2 separate regions of the Hordeum vulgare genome follow, and region 2 is linked to region 1. A link is a contact called in public Hi-C data. All regions are on one chromosome and are shown on one strand. Each heading gives the region's core, a stretch centred on a gene start, on an enhancer-like site or on the middle of the called end of the contact. The rest is flanking DNA. Distances are from core to core; before and after follow the strand shown. Region 1 holds the start of LOC123425631 (protein TIME FOR COFFEE-like). Region 2 holds the start of LOC123425633 (ribosome-recycling factor, chloroplastic).

Region 1 (3,779 bases), core at 741-3,240:
TGAATATACTAATCAGATCGGCACAATCCAAAGGCAATAATGGCTATCACAACACCAATAATAATAAAAAAATCCAAATGGCCCACCTCTTTGTCGCCGTGATGGCCTCCCCATTCCTGGCCTCAGAGCCGACCGGCGCAGCAGCAGCCTCGCCGTCGGGCTTGACTGGTGGCGCCGGCGGCTCGGCCCGGCTCTCGGGCCCGTGATCCCGTCGATCTGATTCGCTGGCCCGGAGCTCTGGATCTCTTCCTCTGTGGTCCTCCCTCTTCTCTGGCTGCTCCCGGGTAGCCTCCTGCTGCGCGCCAGCCGTGGCGGAGGCAGCGGCGGTGGTGCTGGCGCCACTTTCGGCCACAGCCGACACCGACGGCTTCGCATCTGATCTTGGCACCGGAAGCACTTCCTGCCTTGAGGGCGGCTCTGCCGTGTCCGGCTTTGCTGGGCTCGGCGGGCGGTTCTCGTTGTCGTACTTGACCAGCCGTGGCCGCTTCCTCTTTGGGGCTGGGAAAAGCAGTGAGGAAGTTTATTAGACCCACAAAACCAAAATTAGCAACAAAAAATCGTTACAAGATTAAAATTGACGAGCTGCTACCTGTAGTGGTGAGAGAGGCTGAATCTGCCGGCCGGACGCCAGATGACGACGGAGCCGGCGAAGAGTTCCCAGACTTGGCCTCCGGCGCGTCCTTTGGCTCCGGCTTGTGATTCATGTTCTCCTGCTTGGGAGGGCAGGGGAACTGCCGCGTCAGGCCAAATAGCACCTCGGCGACCTCGATCTCCTCCTGGATGAAGGACGGCGACTTGGAAATCTTTGGTTGTGATGGCTGAGGCGGCGCTGCCGAAGGAGCTGAGGCCGGCGACGGCCGCTGCTTCGGTGCAGGTCCAGAACCGCCGCCGCTGCTCCCACCGCCACCAATCGTTTTCTGTGAGACATCGGAGAGGGAGAGAAATCAGTAAGTGCTAGAGTTAAGGAATCATGAGGGGAGATGGATTCTGTCGGCCTGAAAAAAACGCACCAGCTTTTTCCTAACAGGGGCGGTGGTCGATGTGGAAGCCGGCGAGATCGGCCGTGAAGGACGCTGGATCTGCGAGGCTTCTACAGCGCCGGCGCCGCCGGTTCCACCGCCGGGGCCTGTCCACTCGTGCGAAGACCTCTTGGTGGAAGCTGCGGAAAACACGAGGAACAACGGTGAGATTAGGGAAGAAGAGGAGATAAGAAACAGGAAGAAGCGGCAACAAGGGCGGAAAATTGCGTGCTTTGTGGTTGTGGTGCGTACCTGAGCGCGCCTTCCTGGGGACTGGAACACCGATCATTTCGTCGGCGGCCTTCCATACTATGGGGCTCTTCGGATTGGAGCCCCCCTTCCGGTGCATCTGCTGCTGGCCGTGGTGGTGGTGGTTGTTGTAACCGCCGCCGCCGCCGCTGCTGCTGCTGCTGTGGTGGTGGCCGGCGCCGCTCGGCTGAGGCGGGGACGGCGGAGGCGCCGTGCTGGGCGAGCGGCGCTGCACCGGCGGGTACCTGGGCGCGGAGGCCGGTCCGAGGTCCTCGTCGGCGTCGTCATCGTCGTCGCCGAGGCTGTCGTCGGATGTGTCGTCGCCGTCGTCGCGGCCGTTGCCGTTGAGCATGAGGCGATCCCCCCGCCTCCTGTCGGACCGAGGCGAGTCCCTCGGCCCCGCGCCGCCGGAGACGCCGCCGCCGTTGCTCCTGAGCCGCCGCCGCGGCGGAGGCGCCCCGCCGGACATGGACACGGCGGCCCTCCTGCCTTCCCGGATCCGCTCCATGTCAGATCTGAGGCATGCGCCTCCGATCTCCCTCCCTCCTAGTCGCCGCCGGCGTCCCGGCAGACCGCCGCCGCGCAGATCCGCGCACCAACCGCCTCAACAAATCCCCACGGGCAGAGCGAGAGAGCCCGCCCTCCTTCTCCTTCCCCTCGTGCTCACAAGTATCTCTCCTCTCTCTCTCTCTCTCTCTGTATCGGTGGTGGTGCTGCTCCTCCTAGAGAGTGCTCTCCTCTCTTCTCTCCCTCGGCTGGAATGGCTGCTGCTTCTCTGGTGTGGCCTCCTCCCCTCCCCTTGTGGCTCGCTTTCTAGGCCTCATCCTCTTTTTGTCGCTGCCCATCCCCGCATCCGACGGCCAGGATCCGCCCGACGCATCCGACGGCCCCGACCCCCGCGCGCCTGCCACCGTGGCCGCCCCCACCGCCTACCACCCAACACGCGATAAAATCTCGTGGACGCTTCCTTACGCCACAAGCATGGCCCGATGACCGACACGTGGCGGGGCAGCCGAGCGGGGTGAAACCCACCGGCAACGGGAGGTGGGTGGTTGATGGATGGCGGCACGCCCGTTTGTTCGCTTCCCTAACAAATCTTTTTATCCTCTTGTAAAAACTCAACACTCCACGCAAAATAAAGCAAGAATAATACAATACGAGTACATAAAGATGAAATGGCGCTACGCCATCGGCTTTGGCACGGGACCACCGCGCGCGGGGTCCGCGTGGACGGATGGGCCGCCTGATCTGGACAGTGCGGTGCGGTTTAACCGGGCTGACGTGGCGCCTGCGCGCACCGGTTGGTTGCTACGGGTGGGTTAAAAGGGCACGAGGAAAGTCTCCAGGCAGCAGCAGCGGCAGTGGAGGCGGGCGGGGCCCACGCGCGGGCCCGGGCATCTCCCGTCTCATCCGCTTTTCTTTCCTTTTTCTTTTTCTCTTTCCTAACGTTCTGCTCGTGGGCTCCGACGTGGCGGAGGGGGTGACGTCGGCGGGGCCCGCCGGCCACCAACCTTCACCGCACCACTGGCCTACTTCTACTCTGATGAATTATTAGTAAGATATTCCTTGAAAACACCCAGTAGTTTAATATCATTACCACGGAGGAGATCCGGAAGATGTCATTGTATACGCGGATTGGCGCGGTTTTACTTACACTAACTTTGGAGCATTGAAGGCCGGTAAATTTAAATTTAAATGTTTTCGCTGTGGTGTGGTGTGGTGCGGTGCGGGGCGTCGTGTTCTGGATCCAGACGCCACCGGCATCGGGTGCATATATGCATGGCGACGTACTGCTGCTCGCTTTAAATTGCAAGTTTTTTAAACGAGCCACGTGCGCCTTCTTTCCAGCATTGTACACCCAAATTGAATTTTGAAAAGAAATAAAGAGTAATTCAAGGCATATTTTCAGTAGGTGGCTATCAATGAAAATATGCCTGCGAATCACTTTTTTTTTTTAAAAAACTCAATTTGGGTGTATTTTTGGAAAACAAAGTTAGAGGATCGATTTTGTTTTTTTATCATGACTTTACAAATATGATTTCATGATGAAATTTTGAATGCACAACAAGTATTTCCAAAATATATCATTTCTTTAAATTTATTATTTTATTTTGAACATTTGTGCCTAGTTATAGAAACTCCGCGTCCGTTGTAGGCTTCTTTTTGCTTATGTCACTGAGTGTATGTAGAAGGTACATGTGGTGTTTAATTTGACGTGGTTAGCAAGGACACAAGATTTTGATTCATGAAAAGGGAAAGGACATATGGATAGTAAACTTTGAATGCAATGGACAACAACAAGCACACGCTTCCTCAAAGAAGGGCATCAAGAACATTTTTCCTTGGCATCTCGATTAACTCAATAAAACGTGGGTGTTCCCTCCTCCTCCCCTCCCTCGCACATCGACAAACACACACGACATGCACATGTGTGCCCTTTTTGTGTGTTTGTGTGCGTTGTTGCTCACCCCGCATGCCCATAGTTTGGGAAGACCATGTGTCCTTGAAGCT
Region 2 (3,779 bases), core at 601-3,100, 850 kb before region 1:
AGGGCATGTTCACAGTGAGTTCAGCCTACAGATTCTTGGTCAAGATGAAAATTATGAGAGAAGGTTGGTTACATGAGAACGTTGGTTCTGCAAAATAGGGGAGAGATTGGGGCCTTACAGTGCCATTGAAAATTAGATTTTCCTTTGGCGGCTGGCCCGACACTCCTTACCAACAACTGGCGTGATGAACAAGAGGAATATGGCAACCGGGGGTGCATGTCCCCTATGTGGTGTGCAGGACTCCTCGCGCCATGCGCTTATGTCGTGCACCATGGCAAGGAGTACATGGGCTCTTGCCGAACCGGAGCTAGTGTCAAAGATGGCAGAGAATGTGAACCACGGGCGAAGAATTGGCTATTCGACTTAAATGAAACATTGGATCATTGCTTGTTTACATCAATGGTAGTCACTCTATGGGCTATATGGTATACAAGGATAAAAGCAATACATGAAGGAATTTTTCAGTCTCCATAGCAAACCTCATCTTTTCTGACATCATACATAAGCGAGTCTCGCCGAACCCTCCGACAAAGGCTTCTGAACTGGATTCCCAAAGAAGTGTCTTTGCTACGACAAGACAAGCTCCAGTTGTTGCCCAGCCAGACTCTTCCAATTCCCAGGTCGCCTCACCAGTGAGAGTTGTGAAGATGAATGTAGATGTCGCGATAGTGCGCAACAGACGCAGGGGGGGGGGGGGGGGGGGGTGGAGTGGCCGCCATTTGCTGAGACCACACATGGACGTATCTTGGGACTTCGACGGTTGTGGTACAAGGCATAACTGACGTGACGATACTGGAAACTTTCACTTGCACAGAAGCGTTGGCACTAGCACAGGATCTAAATATCAAGAGGTTGAAGGTGGCATGAGATTGCCTGGTTGTGGTGAAGGATATTAATTCAGGAACAAGAGGCCTTCATTCAACAGTAGTACATGAAATAATAGAGCGTACTAATAACTTTACTCTATGTTCTTTTGTCTATGAACGTAGGAATCATAATTTCGAAGCTCACAATCTCGTCAAATCGGCATGTACTCTAGGCTTACGTAGACATGTTTGGTTGGTCATTTCTCATGACCCGAACCGTTTACCTATGAACATTCTTAGTGATTAATAAAGTAGCAAAATTTCTCAAAAAAAAACTGGTCCATTTTTGCATGTACTCACGTTTGTTCGCTTGCGCGAGCACATTTGCTTAGCCCGGTTGCTCTTTTTTTAGTTTTATTTGTTTCTTTAATGGTTTTTATTCGTTCTCTCCAGTTTTCTTTGTCTTTTCCATTTGTTTTATTTTTCTTTCTCATGTTTTCTATGGTTTCTTTCATCAGTTCTCGCCTATTTTTTCTGGTTTTCTTTAGTAAACTAATATAAAAGTGTTTAATTTTCTTCCTTTTTTTCTTTTCCCTTTTTAACACATGTGTACATTTTTCATATGCACTGTACATTTTTTAATATATATTAGGAAAGTTTTTTACATGTGTTTAAAATATTAGAAATACGTGATGAACATTTTTTTCACATATCTTTTGATGTCTACTTTTTTCATACCTTGTACATTTTTCATATACATATAATGTTCTTATAAATGTTTCATATTTATTAAATATTTTTTTTAAAAAACATGCTTTGAATTTTTTATTGAATACACGTGGTAAACATTTTTTTAAATGCACGTTGGAAACGTTTTGAAATTTATGTACTGAGCGCAGGAAATGTTTTTCATGATAAAACAAATTCTCTGAGCTATGTAAACTTTTTTCCTCTCAAGTTTTACATACGGCCCATAAGAAATTGCTGACATATAGGCCACCAAGCATAATTGGACCCAAGCATGCGCTACTAGCCCACGAGAGCTCACAAACCTCTTCGGCCATTTCCCTCCCTCCCCCCTCCCTCCTCCTTCTCCCTCTCCTTATCCACAATTTCCACACCAATCCACCACTTTCCACTCGGCCTTCCTCTCGCTACCACTCCGCCTGCTGCCGCGCCATGGCGCTCCACGCCGTCTCCCCTGCGGCGGCGGCACCTCCGCCCCGCGCCCTCTCCTCTGCCCGTCTGCCCCAGCGCCCAGGTTGCTCCTCCTCCCTCCGTCCTTTCCCGCTTCGTTGAAACCCGCGAGTATCACACAGCTTTTATCATTCATGATACGGGTTGCGGCGTAGTAAGCACTAAGCACTGTAGCGCTAAGACGAACCCCAGGTCAGGAATGCAGTGGCATACAAATGCCGGTGCTTTTATCGCTTCTCCGTTCACGGAACAACCTTTGCGACCAGTGCAGTTAGGTTGCTGTTTGCATCGCGCCAACATATAGACAAACTAAGACTGAATCGGATTTGGAACGGCAAGTTCTATACTCCACTGTGCACTTGGATATGTAATTGAGAGTCATTTCAGCCTGCATTTCACGATACTTGAGGAAAATACAGTATGTACTAGTATTACTTTACTTGTGGTTTTGAGCTAATGTCTGTTGGAATACTAGTATTTCTTTGCACTTAAATGGGTAGATATCAGCAGTACTGGATATCAGGAACCATTGACAGCTGCTATCCTTCACAATTCAGGCTCATTCAGAAGTGACTGAAGCCATTTATAAACCGATGTATCACATGAAATTCATCACTGGATGTTTGTTGTTTCTCGTGGAAGACTGGTGAGACAGACGTAGTAGCTAATGTGGCTCCAAGTAACTAGGAGTAGTTTCTACTCACTCCATCTGGAATTAGTTGACTCTCAAACGGATGTATCTAGACGTATTTCAGTGCTAGATACATCTGTTTGAGCGTGAACTAATTTCGGATGGAGGAAGTAGATCAGAGCGGACCTCTTGTGCATCAGCAAGAAATAATGTGACAAGGCATCATCAGTCATCAGAGCATACTGCATTCAACGTGTTGTGGTTCTTTCTCAGAACTGCTTCTACCTTATGTACATATTCGTACTAGTTTACCAAGTAACCAGAGCACATATTCCTACTAGAACTCATTAGTGGACAAGGTCTCATCAGAGATTGCCGTATTTCACAGGTTGTGGTTGTCTCTCAAACCGTTCATCCTTGTTAAGTTCGCCCACAAACTTCATGAAAATTCAGTCTGGAGCAGTGGGTTTCTTTGGTGTGCCTTTGGTTCTTCAACACTCGGACAAGAGGCGAGTAGTCTTGCATTTAAATATTTCTTGTACTTAATGAGCTTCAAGTTAATCTTCGTTAACTTGTGATTATCATGTATCAGAGCAGTTTTGAGGCATGCCACTAATGAAGAAATTGAGGAAGAAAAGACAATCGTTGAAGAACAAGCTGTAAATAACAATGCAATTCTGTATTAGAAGTATTAATATTTGCCTTGTAAAGTCTATTACGTATGGTGCTAACTAGCTGGCACTATGTATTGTCAGAAAGAAAAGATGGAGAAGGCCATTGAAACAGTTCAGTCGAACTTCAATACCGTGAGGACTGGGCGGGCAAACCCGTCTATGCTTGACAGGATTGAGGTTTGATGATTTAGCTTTGTTCCTTTTTATATATTCTGAAAGTAACAATTGCATGATAGCACCCGTCATTCCGTGTGATGTTCTTTCTATATCTGTATAACAATTTAATTGGTTTTACTTCATAACTAGGCTACGTGTGAACCAGTAGTTATTTCAGTAGGCTAATGATTACCATTAAATTCTGCACTGATATCAGAGGGACAATGTGTGGTCAATACAATTCACTGATATTGTTTGGAAACAATTGAATTAGCGTATGCAATTAAGACTAAAGCACAAAGAGGTTACTGTGCA

What was found. Hi-C and Micro-C count contacts between places; a contact is called where the count stands out from the background.
Region 2: a Hi-C map of leaf shows a contact between it and region 1, with 4 times the contacts expected there. The contact joins the promoter of LOC123425633 here to the promoter of LOC123425631 in region 1. A contact is called at or near these places in 3 of 6 Hi-C or Micro-C datasets (leaf and seedling) and 1 of 1 datasets of contacts at active chromatin or transcription factors (embryo).

Annotation. Positions count from the first base shown.
Region 1 is chr2H:153,262,316-153,266,094 of MorexV3_pseudomolecules_assembly, reverse strand. It overlaps LOC123425631 (protein TIME FOR COFFEE-like), which reads right to left and starts at 1,990. Exons shown (of 12, transcript XM_045109329.1): 1 at 1,272-1,990; 2 at 1,011-1,159; 3 at 590-917; 4 at 87-498. The coding sequence starts at 1,776. LOC123425632 (a long non-coding RNA gene) reads left to right here and starts at 2,163. Exons shown (of 5, transcript XR_006621867.1): 1 at 2,163-3,779.
Region 2 is chr2H:154,110,317-154,114,095 of MorexV3_pseudomolecules_assembly, reverse strand. It overlaps LOC123425633 (ribosome-recycling factor, chloroplastic), which reads left to right and starts at 1,850. Exons shown (of 12, transcript XM_045109330.1): 1 at 1,850-2,067; 2 at 3,023-3,143; 3 at 3,227-3,293; 4 at 3,390-3,485. The coding sequence starts at 1,986.